2 separate regions of the Pan troglodytes genome follow, and region 1 is linked to region 2. The links are chromatin contacts, called in public HiChIP or PLAC-seq maps. All regions are on one chromosome and are shown on one strand. Each heading gives the region's core, a stretch centred on a gene start, on an enhancer-like site or on the middle of the called end of the contact. The rest is flanking DNA. Distances are from core to core; before and after follow the strand shown. Region 1 holds the start of COL11A1 (collagen type XI alpha 1 chain). Region 2 holds the start of RNPC3 (RNA binding region (RNP1, RRM) containing 3).

Region 1 (4,549 bases), core at 189-2,688, 420 kb before region 2:
GGTACTGACAGGGTTGCAGACTTCCGAGCAGGTCTGGCCATTGAATATTTGGTGGTGCCACGTAGGAACTGTTCCTTACCTCTCCCCTCCCACCCTACCCACACCGCCTCCCCTTCCCTCCCAATCCCTAGTCCTCCGCCCCCACCCCATTTGCTTGGCGACTTTCATCATTCTCCAAGAGAACTGCACGTCCAACCTGCAAGAAGAAGCGGAGGGGTGGGGTGGGGGGAGTCACTGAAATTCAGGGGAAAGTGTTCTCCCTATCTTGAACCTATTCCTAATAATCTGCCAATTTTTGTCCACTTAAAATAGATTGACCCTCCCCCGCCCCCCAAACACACAGAGTGTTCCTAATCTTCTAGATTCAGCCCCCTGGTTTCTCTTATATCCCCAAAACTAAAACAGCCTGCTTCTCACTTGGTTGCAGACAAAGAACTTTATCAAGGTTCATTTTATACCCTTTATATTTTCTCCTCAGCTCACCCTTAAAAAGATATTCCCATTAGTTAGAATCTGAAGAAACCAGATGTGTTCCAAGGGCAGTCTAAAGACTGTGCCTCAAACAAAAGCTTTGTATAACTGCCCTTGTGTTCAAGGTAATATTTTTCCTCTTTTCAAAGAGGCTGGAAAGTGGTGAAGGGCATTTTCAGCAGGCTCTCCTCCTGACAGATCTTTTTTTCCTGCTACCTACCTCCTCTCCCTTTATTGTCCCGCCTACATTCATCTCTTTCTCCAGTTTCCAATTCCAACCTGGTAGCAGCTACAATCTGGATTGTATTTAAGGGAATTGCTTTTTTTTTTTTTTTTTCCTTGAAGAGCGGGGAGGAAGGGTAAAGTGGGGGGAGGGGCGCAGAAGCAGTAGGACCGACGGCAATCTCCCACCTCCCCAAATCCATTTTTTCTTACCTCCTCTGACCTCTCTAGCTTGGAAGAGGAAGGTCAATGCGAGGGTTGTTACGGTGAAATCCCAGAGCCACCGTTTCGTTTTCCACCTAGAGGACCACGGCTCCATCTCCGAACCCCGCACTCACAACTGTGAACTCAACCCACGAAATTGCGACTGCAGACCAACTTCGTCCTTTCCAAGGTATCGCCGGGGATGTTTGCTACACAGCCATTGGGGAGGGAGAGGGGGAAAAAGTCAAAGGGCTTTTTCTTCTAAATTTGGTGGTTTGCGTTCTTCGCGTTTCTAGCCCTTTCCTCTCCCTCTGAGTTGGCCCCACCGGCCGGGACCCTCCAGCCGCGACCCTCTGATCCTTCCTCTGCCGGGCCCTGCCTTCAGAATGAAGGCAGATGAGGGGCTTCCACCAACAAGCTGAGAGTACTGTGTGCCCCTAAAGGCTTCATGCCGTCAGTGGGCTGGACGAGTGGCTCCGGGCAGCCCCCTCCTCCGCCCACTCCCCTCCCTGCTCCCAGCTCCCCCACCCAGGGCGAAACTGACAAGCAGGCTGAGGGTCAGACCCAATCACACGCCTCTGGGGCGGCCCCAAGCCCGCCCCCGCCTCCCTCGGCCCAAGAATGAGGACTCCGAGCAGGCCCAGCCCACCAACCACCCCCCATCTCCCCACTCCTCTCCTGCCTCCTCGCCTACCAAATCCCCGAGAAAAAATGGGAGGGAGTTACGGGGGACGCGTGCTTGGCTCCAGCACTTTGGGAATGAAAGGAATTGCAGGAGAGCCCCAGAGCACACGGAGTTTTCAAGGAGCTTCTGTATTCAATAAAAACAGCTACTTGTCTACTTGCACCCGTCTGTTAGCCTCTCGCTGGTCGGCGGGAGAGGGGAGGGGTCCAGCGCCTGATCGGCCACACCGCTGGAGTCCTGGGCTGGCAGCGGTAACCTTATCCTTGTGCAAAAATCTGCTTCGTATGGCAGACGTGGAACCAGTGGACTCCTTGCGCTGCCTACTCTGAAAAGTGTTTTTATTTTTATTTTTTTAACCCAATAATTAGAAGAAAGGAATGAAGATGGAATGGAGGGACCCTAGAAGTTAAAACCTAGAGCATGTAGGGAAGTCCTCTTTGGAGATCTGAAACTGACAGGTTTATCTCTTAAACGTTTAAATTCAGCACTAGGTTCATTCAGTGGCTTTCCTCTTAAAAGAGTTGAACTGTACTCTGAGGGAGAAGGAGGAAAAAATTTATGGGAGCTGACATTAAGAGGGTGAGTAATTTAATTTTCCAGCTGATTCTGTTCTGATCCTGGATGAGGGGGTACTGAGGAGTGTGTAGAAAAGGCGAGGAAAGCAACTAGCAGAAATCTCCAAGAGGCTCGGCCCACAGCTCCTCATTAAGGGCCTGGCCCTGGCCCTCAGCCTCAGGAGCCAAAAACGTGGTCACTCCACAGTGAGAGTAATGAAGAGGGCAGGTTTCTAAATTCCCTCTCTACTTAACCCATCCTCAAAGTAATCCTCTTACACCTGGAATATAGATTCCCAAGTCACTTTTTCCACGTTAAAATCATTCCATTCTATTGACTCCTTTTTGTTCGTTAATAATTCCTAAGATGTTTCTCTCAAAGATTTTCTGGAACAGTGCCCATCAGGGTGCCAGCATACATTAGCCACTCAATAGAGATGGGTTGGATGAATGAACACATTTTTCTGTTGACAAAGACTAGAAGCATTGGCCAGGGCCTACTTTGAGTATTTAAGTCATTTAAATGCTTAAAGGCCCTCAACTAAGTTTACTGGGTACATATGTTCAATTCTACAGCTGCCACTAATCTTTAGGAACTCAGTTTTCTATTAGTCATCAAAATATGCCTCATGATCTATCAGATTATATCAAATCTCTTCATGCAGTTTAAAATTGGAAGAAAGGTGATCAAAGACTAGATCGAGCCCTTATAGGGGTATAACAGCATGAACAGAGACACATAAACTGAAGAAAGCAACTAGAAAATACCTTCAATATAAATATCACTCTCCATAACAAAGAACTACTCCCTTATCAAGAAGCTATCTCTTAGATCACAGGTAAAAAAATACTTGACATTTGTAATGCTGTTGGCAAAATGTTTGGGATGCCTCATATCAGCTGCAGAGAAATATCATCAACTAGTTCTTCAGATTACAACCTTAAACTGTTGGTTAAAATAATTTAATATCATATTGCATTTGAACCTGAAATGCACAATTACAAATTAAGACCCTTACAGTAAAAATATATGTATTTACCATCTTCATTATCCCTCATCGTCTCACAGATGGAAAATTTGTATATATTGGCTGTGTCCAAACTTGTGTACAAACTGATTTTTCTGTCGAATCTTCGGATATTTTAAAAATTACTTTTTACATCTTCTCTCAAATGTAAAATAGTGAAATGAATGCAAATTTAGAAATACGTATTTGTGAAGCTGCCAGAATTCTAAATCAATTCAATAGCCAGAGAGAGTTACGGTGCTTGTAGCAACATGTACAAATGGTGTTCCAAATTGTCTCTTAATAGCTCTCAAATTTATTGAGAGTTCTGGGGCCTGATACTGTTCTAGAAGGTGAGAAATGATGCAGTCAATCTAGCAGTCCCTACTTTCTGGTCACAACTCAGACCTTCTCACTGCTGTGAAAGGGTCCTTTCAGGCAAAGCATCTTGGGTGAATAGAGTTATTACCACCTTATGCTCTCTGTACTTTGTGGTCTGAATTCCTCTGGCCACTGCCCAGCTAGGCATAATCTGGGTCTCAATGAATGCCTCTAGAAGGAAACATAGCAAATTCATGGTGAGGAATAATTATATCTAAGCCCTGTAGCCTGTTGCTAGATGCCAGATCTAGAGCCTCCCTAGGAACCAGCCCATGGATTTACAGGAGATTAACTCAGTGAAAGAAAGGATAATACTACACAACAATGGGAGCAGGGGAAGGCCAGAAGAGAGGCACCTTAGCTAACTTCAACTTCACACAGGGGAACTTCCAATGGCATCATTTCCTGGGCCATCTTTCAACCAGTCCTTGCTAATTGTTTATGTGTAGATTCAAAATATAATAAAACAGGCAGTTTTCCTGACATAAGTCTTTAGTTTGAAGCACAATCGGTGATATTTTCCTATTTTGTCACATTTACAAATAATGATGTTTAAAGTAATTTTTTCAGCTTTGTAGAATTAGTTGTTATTGGCAAGATTTTCAAAAACAGGATTTGAAAAGTAGAGAAAAAATAGTAATTTTTCTGTAGCAGCATTTTAAATTAACCATTCGTCCATATTGGCTTGTCAGAGAAACTGAGATAATAATTTGACAATGGATTGGGAGGTCAAAGTAAGGAAACTTAAAGTTCTAAACAATCTTCAGAGCCCACAGAACTTTATGAAACATTGTAAAAAGCTCATAAACCATCCTTCACATCTTCACAAATCTCTAGGAATCAGGGGAGCTGGACTCAGAACCAGTGTTTGAAACATTAAGACCTCTACAACCAAAGGGAGACTGAAGACACCTTGACAATAGCTGGATGCCCCTAATACGAATAGTATTAAAATATTGACAGAACTCTATAACAATCCTTAAATTACTACAGCTAGAATTAGGGGAAAGAAGAAGTATATTAGG
Region 2 (3,980 bases), core at 283-2,782:
GTTGATGCCATACCTAGTGGTGACCTTTCCCAAGAATGCCAAACACACACATTCAACTTCCTACTTGAAACAGGGATACTGAATAGATACCTTAAACTTAATATATGTTCCTCTATTCCCAATGTCCCACTACAGTTTCTAACCTAGCTATACTTGGTCAATCTTCTCACATTCAGCAAATGGCATCATCATCTACAGATGGATAATATCTAGCTTAAGCCAAAAATCCAGAATTTATCCTTGCTTACTATTCTTCATCTGCAAGTTCCTATCAACTACTTCTAAAACATATCTCAATTCCAGTTCCTTCTCTACATGTCCACTTTCACCAAACTATTATGGTAGTGTTTTTCTCCAGACTTCTACAGTAGTCCAACTGGTCTTTCTGCTTCTGTTTTTTGCGTTGCAACCGGAGAAATTTTCATACCTAAACTTTGATTCTCTCCCCTCAACACACACCTACTTAAAGAATTTGTCAGTTTCTAAATGTTCTTCAAATAAAAAGGGCTCCTAACAAATCTACAGCGTCTACGTGGTCTGGCTCTACCTATCTGATATTTTGGTGGGTGTGTGGGGAAGGTTCTTCTCATGTTTGTCTTCTAGTTTTCATTAATATCTGTCTCTCTCCTTTTCCCCAACCAATGTGGGATGACAGCAGATTGCTGGTATACTGCTTACTGCTGTATCTCTAACATTTATTTAAGTGGCAAAAAGAACTGTAAGAGGAACTCTCGTTCTCCAGACTGTAGCAGCTACATCTAGCATAAAACCTCTCTTTAGAATCCTCAAGGCCCTCTCTGTATGGGGTGAGGGGTACATTCCTGACCCTCCGGGGATGATCCCTGCCTCACTCCATTCAGAATCTAGGCAGAACAGTGGATTAGAATGTAGACCCCAAGTCAGAACACCAAGGGTCAAAACTTAGTTCTTCTACTTTCTAGCTGTGTGATTTAACCTCTTTGTACATCAGTGTCCTCAGCTGTAAAATAGGGAGAAAAGTACCTACACCTACACACACACATACACACACACACACACACCCCTACACACACACACACGCAATAATTTATTTATTAGGTTACCTCTCCCTAGAGGCTGCCATTTCTGCGAAATGAACCCTGGCAGGGGCCTATCCGTCTGCTAAATGCCTACTGATTCAAGAAAAAAGTCTGAACTCTCAACGTTTTGCCCCTTAAACTGAGTTCTCCTCCCTACAATGGTGTCTAATGAGTTGACAGAATAACTGGCTAGCTTTATATTTTACCATCTAAATACTGTAAGAACATACCCGGTATTTCCACACCCAAGTTCTCCTCCTTGCTATTCAGGCCAATTCACTTTCCCAAGGCCAGGGATTAAGAGCCGCGCGGTCAGCTCCAGATAGCGCTCGCCGCCGTGCGCCCCGCCCCGCCGTGCGCCCCGCCCCGCCGTGCGCCCCGCCCCGCCGTGCGCCCCGCCCCGCCGTGCGCCCCGCCCCGCCGTGCGCCCCGCCCCGCCGTGCGCCCCGCCCCGCCGTGCGCCCCGCCCCGCCGTGCGCCCCGCCCCGCCGTGCGCCCCGCCCCGCCGTGCGCCCCGCCCCGCCCTGTGACGGTCCCAGCCCGCACATGCGCAGTCGTGAGTCCTCTTGTCCTTGAGCGTCAACCTTCTTTCCCTGAAGTGGCTGGGGTTCCTGTTTCCTTCTTTGATTGACAACTGGTGTTAACCCTCGCATATCTCTGGGCCAATTTTTGCTTGTAAGTGTTTCCGGAGACCGCGCCCTTCCCCGAAGAAAGAGTCTTCGAAGGGTTGCCGCTTTTCCGTGGCGCAGTTCTCGCGAGAAGGTGACTTTCTTTCTCGGTATTTCCTGGTTTCCAGAATCCTTAGCGCGAGGCGGAAAAAATATTTCTCCCAGCTTGTGTTGATGCCGCGATTTTGACTGAGACTTCTTCCCACGATTTCTGTTTTTGCTTCTCCAAGGAAAATGGCAGCTCCCGAGCAGCCGCTTGCGATATCAAGGGGATGCACGAGCTCCTCCTCGCTTTCCCCGCCTCGGGGCGACCGAACCCTTCTGGTCAGGCACCTGCCGGCTGAGCTTACTGCTGAGGAGAAAGAGGACTTGCTGAAGTACTTCGGGGCTCAGTCTGTGCGGGTCCTGTCAGATAAGGGGCGACTGGTAAGGGTGCGCCCCTCCGGAGTCTCCCGGGAAGGCATTTGGGAAGTGACCGGGGAGGGGGAGCGCTGACAAGAGTAAAATGGAAACGAGTGGGGAAGATGGACTTGTGTGATGAGAGCTCCCCCATCCTACCTCTTTTTTATCAAAATATCTGCTCTGCGAAGTGGAGTTTTAATCGGCTCGAGTCTGGATTAGTCATAGCACTGCAGAAAAGGGCAAGTGAGAACGACAAAGCAGAAGAATGGAAATTAGCTTAGTTATATTGAGTTTTCGGATCCATCCTGAGAGCCTCACAACTTTTTTGAATTTGGGGTTATTTCTCCTGGACTCAAGAGTATTCTTACAGATGTGCATCAAGGGATTTTTTAAAGTCCTACTTCATTTATAAGCCAATGTTAAATCGTTCATTAAAATAGAGGAGAAGCTACATTGGTGACTTGCGTAAATTAAATGCAGAGTTTCAACTAGAAAAAGAGGCTTTTCATGAAAATTTCCCGATGGCATCTTTTAGGGAACAATTTTTTAGGGCTGTTAAGAGTACCTGTGTAGGAATTTACACAATTACTTTGTTTTGCTTTATATCCAAAGATGTTTTAGATTTCTCTTCATTAAAATAGGAATAGCGATGGTGCAAGACTCAGTGGTTTTAAAGTTTCCCTAGGTGATTTTAATGTTAATGTGCAGCCCAAGTTGAGAGTTACTGAATTAGAAGAAAGACCAATTTTGATCAGTTTAAATGTCACTTATGCCCGCAAATTAAAAAAAAAATTATATATGGCTCAATTTAAGTACATCAGGTCATCGTGTATCAGATTAGACAAAATTAGAATGTGCGATATAATTATTAAAGTAATTTTTAATAAGCATTGACCAGAGCTCTTCCTTAGCATAGTGATTCTTTTACTGTTGATTTGTGTTTCTTTTCTGATGGTTTTTAAAATCCGTATAATTTATGTTTAAAAATAGACTTCTCCCATTGAACATTATTACAAAGATAAAGCACAAAGGAAATATGCACCTTGAAGAATGATTTCTCTGTTGATGAATGTTTTTAAACTACGCATTGTTATGTATAGAGGAAAGTTTAAAATCTTTAGATCTGCATAAATGAAGGAAATAAATTTTTAGTTAGTTAAAAGTGACCCTCTGTGTAGAACAGGTCTTTAAACTCTTGGTCTTTTGAACTATTTGCATGTGTAAAACGTGTGTCTTTATATGATAGAGGTTGCATAGCTTTCATCTCAAGTCTGACTCAAAAAGTATTGAAAACCACTGGACTGAAATTAGTAATCAGTTAAATGGTCTTGAGTTTTCATCCTTTCCCGTGATTTTATTAACATGTCACATTACTCCACTGGTAAAATGTCAGATTTCTTTGTGAGAAACTGAAATTATATTGGAAGTAATTTGTACCTTAACTCTGTTTCAGAAACATACAGCTTTTGCCACATTCCCTAATGAAAAAGCAGCTATAAAGGTATGACTTTTTCTTGACGATTAAAGTTGTCAACAGGATCCTTTTATACAATCTTGGTTCAGATAATGTTTAACTGTGGTTTTTAAGAAGCAAAAGCGTTTGTATTCCAACAGTTTCCCCAACAGACTACATTTGATTTGTCAGTTGGCAGATCTTGCCCAGTCCTTTAGTAGATTATCTATAAAGAAAAACTAACTGCATATGTAATTAAAATAACAATTTCTAAATGATTTAGATTGATAAATATCTCTGTGACTGTTACAAGGTAAGATGTTTCAGGTGTTAAAAGGAGAATATACATTTCTTTATAATGCCAGGGAATCATTCACAGGAGGTGATCTTTTAGCTAGA

Evidence for each region. HiChIP or PLAC-seq counts read pairs in DNA pulled down with a chosen protein or histone mark.
Region 1: an H3K4me3 HiChIP or PLAC-seq map of stem cell-derived excitatory neurons shows a contact between it and region 2, with 4 times the contacts expected there. The contact joins the promoter of COL11A1 here to the promoter of RNPC3 in region 2. A contact is called at or near these places in 1 of 7 Hi-C or Micro-C datasets (stem cell-derived neural progenitor cells) and 1 of 1 datasets of contacts at active chromatin or transcription factors (stem cell-derived excitatory neurons).

The regions. Positions count from the first base shown.
Region 1 is chr1:128,059,057-128,063,605 of NHGRI_mPanTro3-v2.0_pri, reverse strand. COL11A1 (collagen type XI alpha 1 chain) reads right to left here and starts at 1,438. Exons shown (of 67, transcript XM_001140143.6): 1 at 907-1,438. The coding sequence starts at 1,012. It overlaps LOC129144171 (a long non-coding RNA gene), which reads left to right and starts at 1,002. Exons shown (of 3, transcript XR_008548328.2): 1 at 1,002-1,087.
Region 2 is chr1:127,638,610-127,642,589 of NHGRI_mPanTro3-v2.0_pri, reverse strand. It overlaps RNPC3 (RNA binding region (RNP1, RRM) containing 3), which reads left to right and starts at 1,532. Exons shown (of 16, transcript XM_063798879.1): 1 at 1,532-1,820; 2 at 1,957-2,152; 3 at 3,582-3,629. The coding sequence starts at 1,961. It also overlaps LOC104001770.